Regions from separate parts of the Bos taurus genome. Here region 2 is linked to region 1. A link is a contact called in public Hi-C data. All regions are on one chromosome and are shown on one strand. Each heading gives the region's core, a stretch centred on a gene start, on an enhancer-like site or on the middle of the called end of the contact. The rest is flanking DNA. Distances are from core to core; before and after follow the strand shown.

Evidence for each region. A called contact is a pair of places that touch in the nucleus more often than the background predicts.
Region 2: a contact with region 1 is called in a Hi-C map of blastocyst, with 5 times the contacts expected there. The contact joins the promoter of WIZ here to the enhancer-like site in region 1. A contact is called at or near these places in 4 of 11 Hi-C or Micro-C datasets (blastocyst, liver, skeletal muscle and 1 more).

What each region holds. Positions count from the first base shown.
Region 1 is chr7:7,610,084-7,612,783 of ARS-UCD2.0, reverse strand. CYP4F22 (cytochrome P450 family 4 subfamily F member 22) reads left to right here. Exons shown (of 13, transcript XM_002688557.5): 12 at 483-565; 13 at 1,144-2,117. The coding sequence ends at 1,321. Among named protein-coding and RNA genes, the nearest start is that of CYP4F22, 35 kb to the left of the region's middle. Within about 2 kb of position 1,408, at least 6 of the 102 cell types and tissues checked have an H3K27ac peak or open chromatin away from gene starts, as enhancers often do. A contact at or near this core is called in blastocyst and liver, where this site is marked.
Region 2 is chr7:7,703,830-7,706,529 of ARS-UCD2.0, reverse strand. It overlaps WIZ (WIZ zinc finger), which reads right to left and starts at 1,318. Exons shown (of 11, transcript XM_024994830.2): 1 at 1,165-1,318.

The DNA of each region.
Region 1 (2,700 bases), core at 159-2,658:
AAGACTGCCAGGGAAACCCCAACACATCTTTCTTGAGCAACTACTGTGTATGGGACACTGAGGGCCCTCTGGGGCACTCTGTCTTTGCTCTCACAGAGCAGACAGTGAAGTGAGGAGGAAGAAAATAAGCAAATAAATAAGATCATTTTGAACTGTGATAAGTACACAAAGGAAACAAAAGCTGGCCTGGGTTGGGGGAGAGCAGTTTAGCTCACACAGTGAGGAAGGTCCTTACTAGAGAAGAGAGGGGTGAGCTAAAACTGAAAATGTTCACACTTTAAAAGTGTGAGGAGCAGGGAAAACTGTGTCCCATGTGGAGGCAACTGCCAGTGCAAAGGTCCTGTGGTAGAATGGAAAAGAGGCAGGTGTGGCTGGACCTCTTGGCCCAGCTGGTCTGGCCCCCAGAGGCTGAGGGAGGGAACCACGCTGGGACGGCCAGAATCAGGCCCCCTTAAACTCACCCACAATCTACTTCTGCCTAGGTGTACAACCCCTATCGCTTTGATCCGGACAACCCACAGCAGCGCTCCCCATTGGCTTACGTGCCCTTTTCTGCAGGACCCAGGTAACTTTTATTTCCCCCAATCCAAGTGAAGTGTAGGAGGAACATCAAGGCCAGTGGAAGGTCAGGGATGTGCCTGTTAGGAGCAGAAACCACTGGGGGTGTCCTGTCCACCAACCTGGTACCCTGTTCGTGCCCTCACTACATCAGGAAGCCCCCAAATCAGACCCTACGATATCATCCAGGGTATCAGATATCTACTCTATGCCAAGCTCTGAGTTCTGGGCTCATGTGCTCTTAATGGCTCTATGATGCCTTTGTCCGGGAGTTGAGGCTCCCAGTGTGTGTTAGCCGTTCAGTCATGTCCAACTCTCTGCGACCCCATGCACTGTAGCGCGCCAGGCTCCTCTGTTCATGGGATTCTCCAGGCAAGAGTACTGGAGTGGGTTGCTATGCCCTTCTCCAGGGGAACTTCCTAACCCAGGGATCGAACCCAGGTCTCCCTCATTGCAGGCAGATTCTTTACCGTCTGAGCTACCCGGGAAACCCTGAGGCTCCGAGGGGGAGGTCATTTCACTCCATCCCAGGGACCCCGCTCACACAGCGGCTTAGCCTGAGCCCCCCTGTCCTCCGTCCACCAGGAACTGCATCGGACAGAGCTTCGCCATGGCTGAGATGCGCGTGGCTGTGGCGCTGACGCTACTGCGTTTCCGCCTGAGCGTGGACCGAACACGCAAGGTGCGGCGGAAGCCCGAGCTCATTCTGCGCACGGAGAACGGCATCTGGCTCAAGGTGGAGCCGCTGCCTCCGCGGGCCTGAAGGTGGCGCGCCCCTGAAGGTCGGCGCTCCTGCGGATCCCGGGGGCCCAAGCCCCGCCCCGAGAGGCCTAGGTTCCGCCCCCGAGGGCCCAGGCCCCGCCCCCAAGAGCCTGAGGGCATAGACCACGCCCCCTGGAAGGCTCAGCTCCTGGAGGACCGGACTCCCCCGTTAAGCAGCCTGATGGTGCAGGTCACAACCACTCAAGGCAAGGCTCCGCATCTGGAGGGTCTGATCCCGCCCCTCGAGGTCGAGAACCCGTCCCCCTAAGTGCCAGTTTCCGCCCTCTTATTTGAGGGACCAGGATTGGCCACGTTCCCTTGGGCTCAGGCCCCTCCCCAGCATCTCTCGGAGGACCAAGGATAGATACCTTAGGCCTCTAGGCTACAAGCCCAGTCTACCTCAGATCGCGGCTGGCTTTTAAATTGAAGACTTGAAAACTGGAGCCTGAGATCAGAACCCTGAACATCACCTTCCTGAAGCCCCCAGCTCACAGGGATGAACTCCCGGGGCTGCATCCCAGGGCCCAGGATGTTTGTTGTTGACTTGTAAGCCCAGACTCTCCCTCTCAAGCCCCTTCCTTCTTCCCTTGCTCATAACCCCTTTGGCGAGTGTCCTGAATTTTGTAGAATATAAGCAAAGCATGCAGACAGCTCCTATCACCCACTCCCTAGCCAGATCAGATCCTCACACCTGGATTCCAGTAAGGAAATGAGGGGTCCTGGACAGCTGGGAAGTTGTGGGCTAGGAGGCTGGGAAGCTGTTTGTCTTCGGACATAAACTTGGGCTTTTTGTGACAGTTTGTGCATTCGTTTATTTCAACATGTGCATGCTAAATCTCTTCACTGGTGTCTGACTCTTTGCAACCCTATGGACTGTAGCCCGCCAGGCTCCTCTGTCCATGGGTTTCTCTGCACAAGAATAACTGGAGTGGATTGCCATGCCCTCCTCTAGGGGATCTTCCCAACCCAGGGTTCAAATCCCTTTTGTCCCCTGCATTGGCAGATGGGTTCTTTACCGTTAGTGCCACCTGGGAAGCCCCTTAATTCAAAATACTGCTTAGTAAGTGTCCAATGGCACTGGGCTGTGAGCACAACAGCAGGTAAATCCCTGCCCTCAGGAGGATGGGGGACATGTCCTGGACAAATAATTCCATGGGTAAATGTATTTACAACCTGTGACAAGTGCTGCAAAAGAGAAGCTTTGGTGCTGGGCAAGCATAGCAGGGGTTGAAGGGTGGCTCAAGGAGAGCTACTCTGATGCTGAACCTGGAGTAGAAGTTGAGGGTTGAGAAGGGAGTGAAGTGCATTCCAGGAAGCAGGAACAGCATCTGCAAGTGTCCTGGGGTGAGAGAGTGTGGTGTGCTCATGGAACTCACAAAG
Region 2 (2,700 bases), core at 69-2,568, 94 kb before region 1:
CCCCACTTTACAGCATTCACGCTTAGACACCTTGCTTTCCTGCAGCATTAAACTTATTACTTCTCTTAGATGCCTCCCTTCATTCATTCATGGTTGCACTTTTCCCAGTTGTGAACTCACTTCCATGCACATGCATATTCTATGCGTGTGCCTCAGCACTGCTACACTCTGATCCCATACACTGTCTCAAGTCTCCCCATCATTACCCCTGCACTTTTCTCACTCCTGTTGCCCGGATCAGTTACCCCTCACTTTTCCCACACTCCAACCCTCCGTCCACACACAACCTTAGGGTTCTCCAGCATTAACCCTTTCACCCTCACGCTCAGCCGCAAGTGACCCCAGCCTTCACCCTCTTGCTTCACCCCAACGTTACCCCTCATGCATACCCAGCCTGGGTTCCTCCATCCCACCCTCCCAAGATCTCTCCAGTCTGCGGGCAAAAGGGAAGGATGGAGCTCCTGGTCCAGAAATGAGGACCCTGGGGAGGCCATGGGGGGTGGGGGCTGTCTTCTCCACCTATAAATACCTTCAAGGTAACGGCGGAAAGTGAAGGGCAGGAATGAGGCGCCCTCCCCAGGGAGATGGTAGGGAGGCCGATCCCAGGCAACCGGGGCGGGGCCGGGGCTCCAGGCCTGGCTGCAGGCGCTGCCCTCGAGGGCCTGGGGGCTCCCAGGGGGCCTATCCGTGGACTGGCCGTTGTGGTGGGGGTCCCTGCCCAGGCCCCGAGGAACCACCTGCGGGTGCCCACCGGGTGGGCACTGCCCGCGGGGAACCGGCGGGACCGCAACTTCGGAGCACTTTGGCAGCGTGGGGAAGGGGGTTCCCTCCTGGACGCCCCCGGAGGTCGTAGGGGTGGTGGCGGCGCCGCGCCAGCACACCCCTCGGGGCGCCAGGGTCCACGCGATGCGCCCTCCGCCCGTGCACCTCGGGGCGGGAGACCCCGCGGGACGCGCCGAGGGTGGGGGGGGGACACCTGCCCCAAGACCCCCGCTCCTCCCCCCAACCTGTGCGGCCCCGCCCCCGACCAGGCCCCGCCCCTACAGGCCCCGCCCCCGCCCCCCGCCCCGGGGGGTCCCGCCTGGCCCGGCCCGGCCCGGGCCTCCCCCTCCCAGTGCCGGCTCCGCCCCGCCCGCGGGCTCCCCAGGCCGGGCCGGGCCTCACCGGGGAGGCGGCGCCGCCAGCTGGGTGCCGGGGCTCGGCGCTCCCTTCTTTGGTGCGGCCGTCGCTGCCGCTACCGCCCTTGCGGCTCCCGGTGCCGGTGCCACGGCCTCCGCAGCCGCCGCCGCCTCCACCGCTCGGGGGACATTGTCCCTTTAAATCGCTCCCCCCGCCGCCCCGCCCCCCCGGCGCGCCGCCGTGACCTCAGCGCGACAGCCCCGCCGCGCCGCCATGATGGGGAGGTCCGGGGCGCCCCCCCGCGCCACCCCGGTGGGGGGGCAGCCAGCAGGCGCGCCGCCATTTTGGGAGTGGCCAGAAGGGTGACCCTTAAAGGGCCCGCGCGACCTGAGAGTCCAGGGAGAGGCTCTGTTACCATGACAACACTCTTGTCCTCCTGTCCCTAATGGCTCTTCATCACCCCACTGGTTCTTCCAATGCTAGGCCCGCTAATAGCACCAGAAGAGTGGGAGGGGGCAGAGAAGTTCCCCCATGGGTCATTCACAGGTCATTGAGGATTCCACATGGCCAATCCGTAGCCTTCAGACCCTTGCTACCTTCCAACCACAAGCTCGTTTCCTCCTTCCCCATTACCTACCCTGGACTTCAGTACTTTCATGCCCCTAGAGCTGGCCTAGGTCCCCAGTGCAAAGCCCCCCTTTCCACCCAACCCCCAAGATCACAGTTGCCAAGGCGACCCCATAATGTACACAATGCTACTTCTCCCACCCATCACCCATCCACATATCCAAACTACCCATTCATCTCTCCACCCATTCACCCACACACCCAGCAACTCATTTACCAATCCAGTCGATTAACCACCTAGCCGTCCACCTCTCCCACCACCTATCCATCCATCCATTCATCTATCCACCCATCCATCCACTCACTCAATCAATGACCATCCACCTCCCATCTACCTACTCATCCATCCACTACCAATCTAAATACCTACTTATCCATACAACCAAGCAAACATCCACCCATCTCTGCACATAATCCTTTCATTCAGTCACCCAAAAGTGAAGTCACTTAGTTGTGTCCGACTCTTTGTGACACCATGGACTGTAGCCTACCACGCTCCTCTGTCCATGGGATTTTCCAGGCAAGAGTATTGGAGTGGGTTGCCATTTCCTTCTCCAGAGGCTCTTCCCAACCCAGGGAATGAACCCGGGTCTTCCGAATTGTAAGCAGACAGTTTACCATTTGAGCCACCAGGGAAGATAGTCACCCAAACACCTATCCATCAATTGCATGTTTGTCTTCTCCACTAGAGTGTAAGCTCCATGAGTACAAGAGTATGTTTGTGGAGTTCATTATTGTTTCCCCACTGCCCAGCCTGAGAGTCTCAGGAGACCTCAACAAATGTACATGCAGTACATATAACTGCTTGCTCATTTAATTCAAATATTTATTTCCTACTATGAACCAGGCCTTTTCCAGACAGACATACCCATCCCAGCTAACCACCTACTCAACTACTCACCTACCAGGGCAAACATCCAGCAAATGCTAACCTATTCATCTGCCTATTGTCCT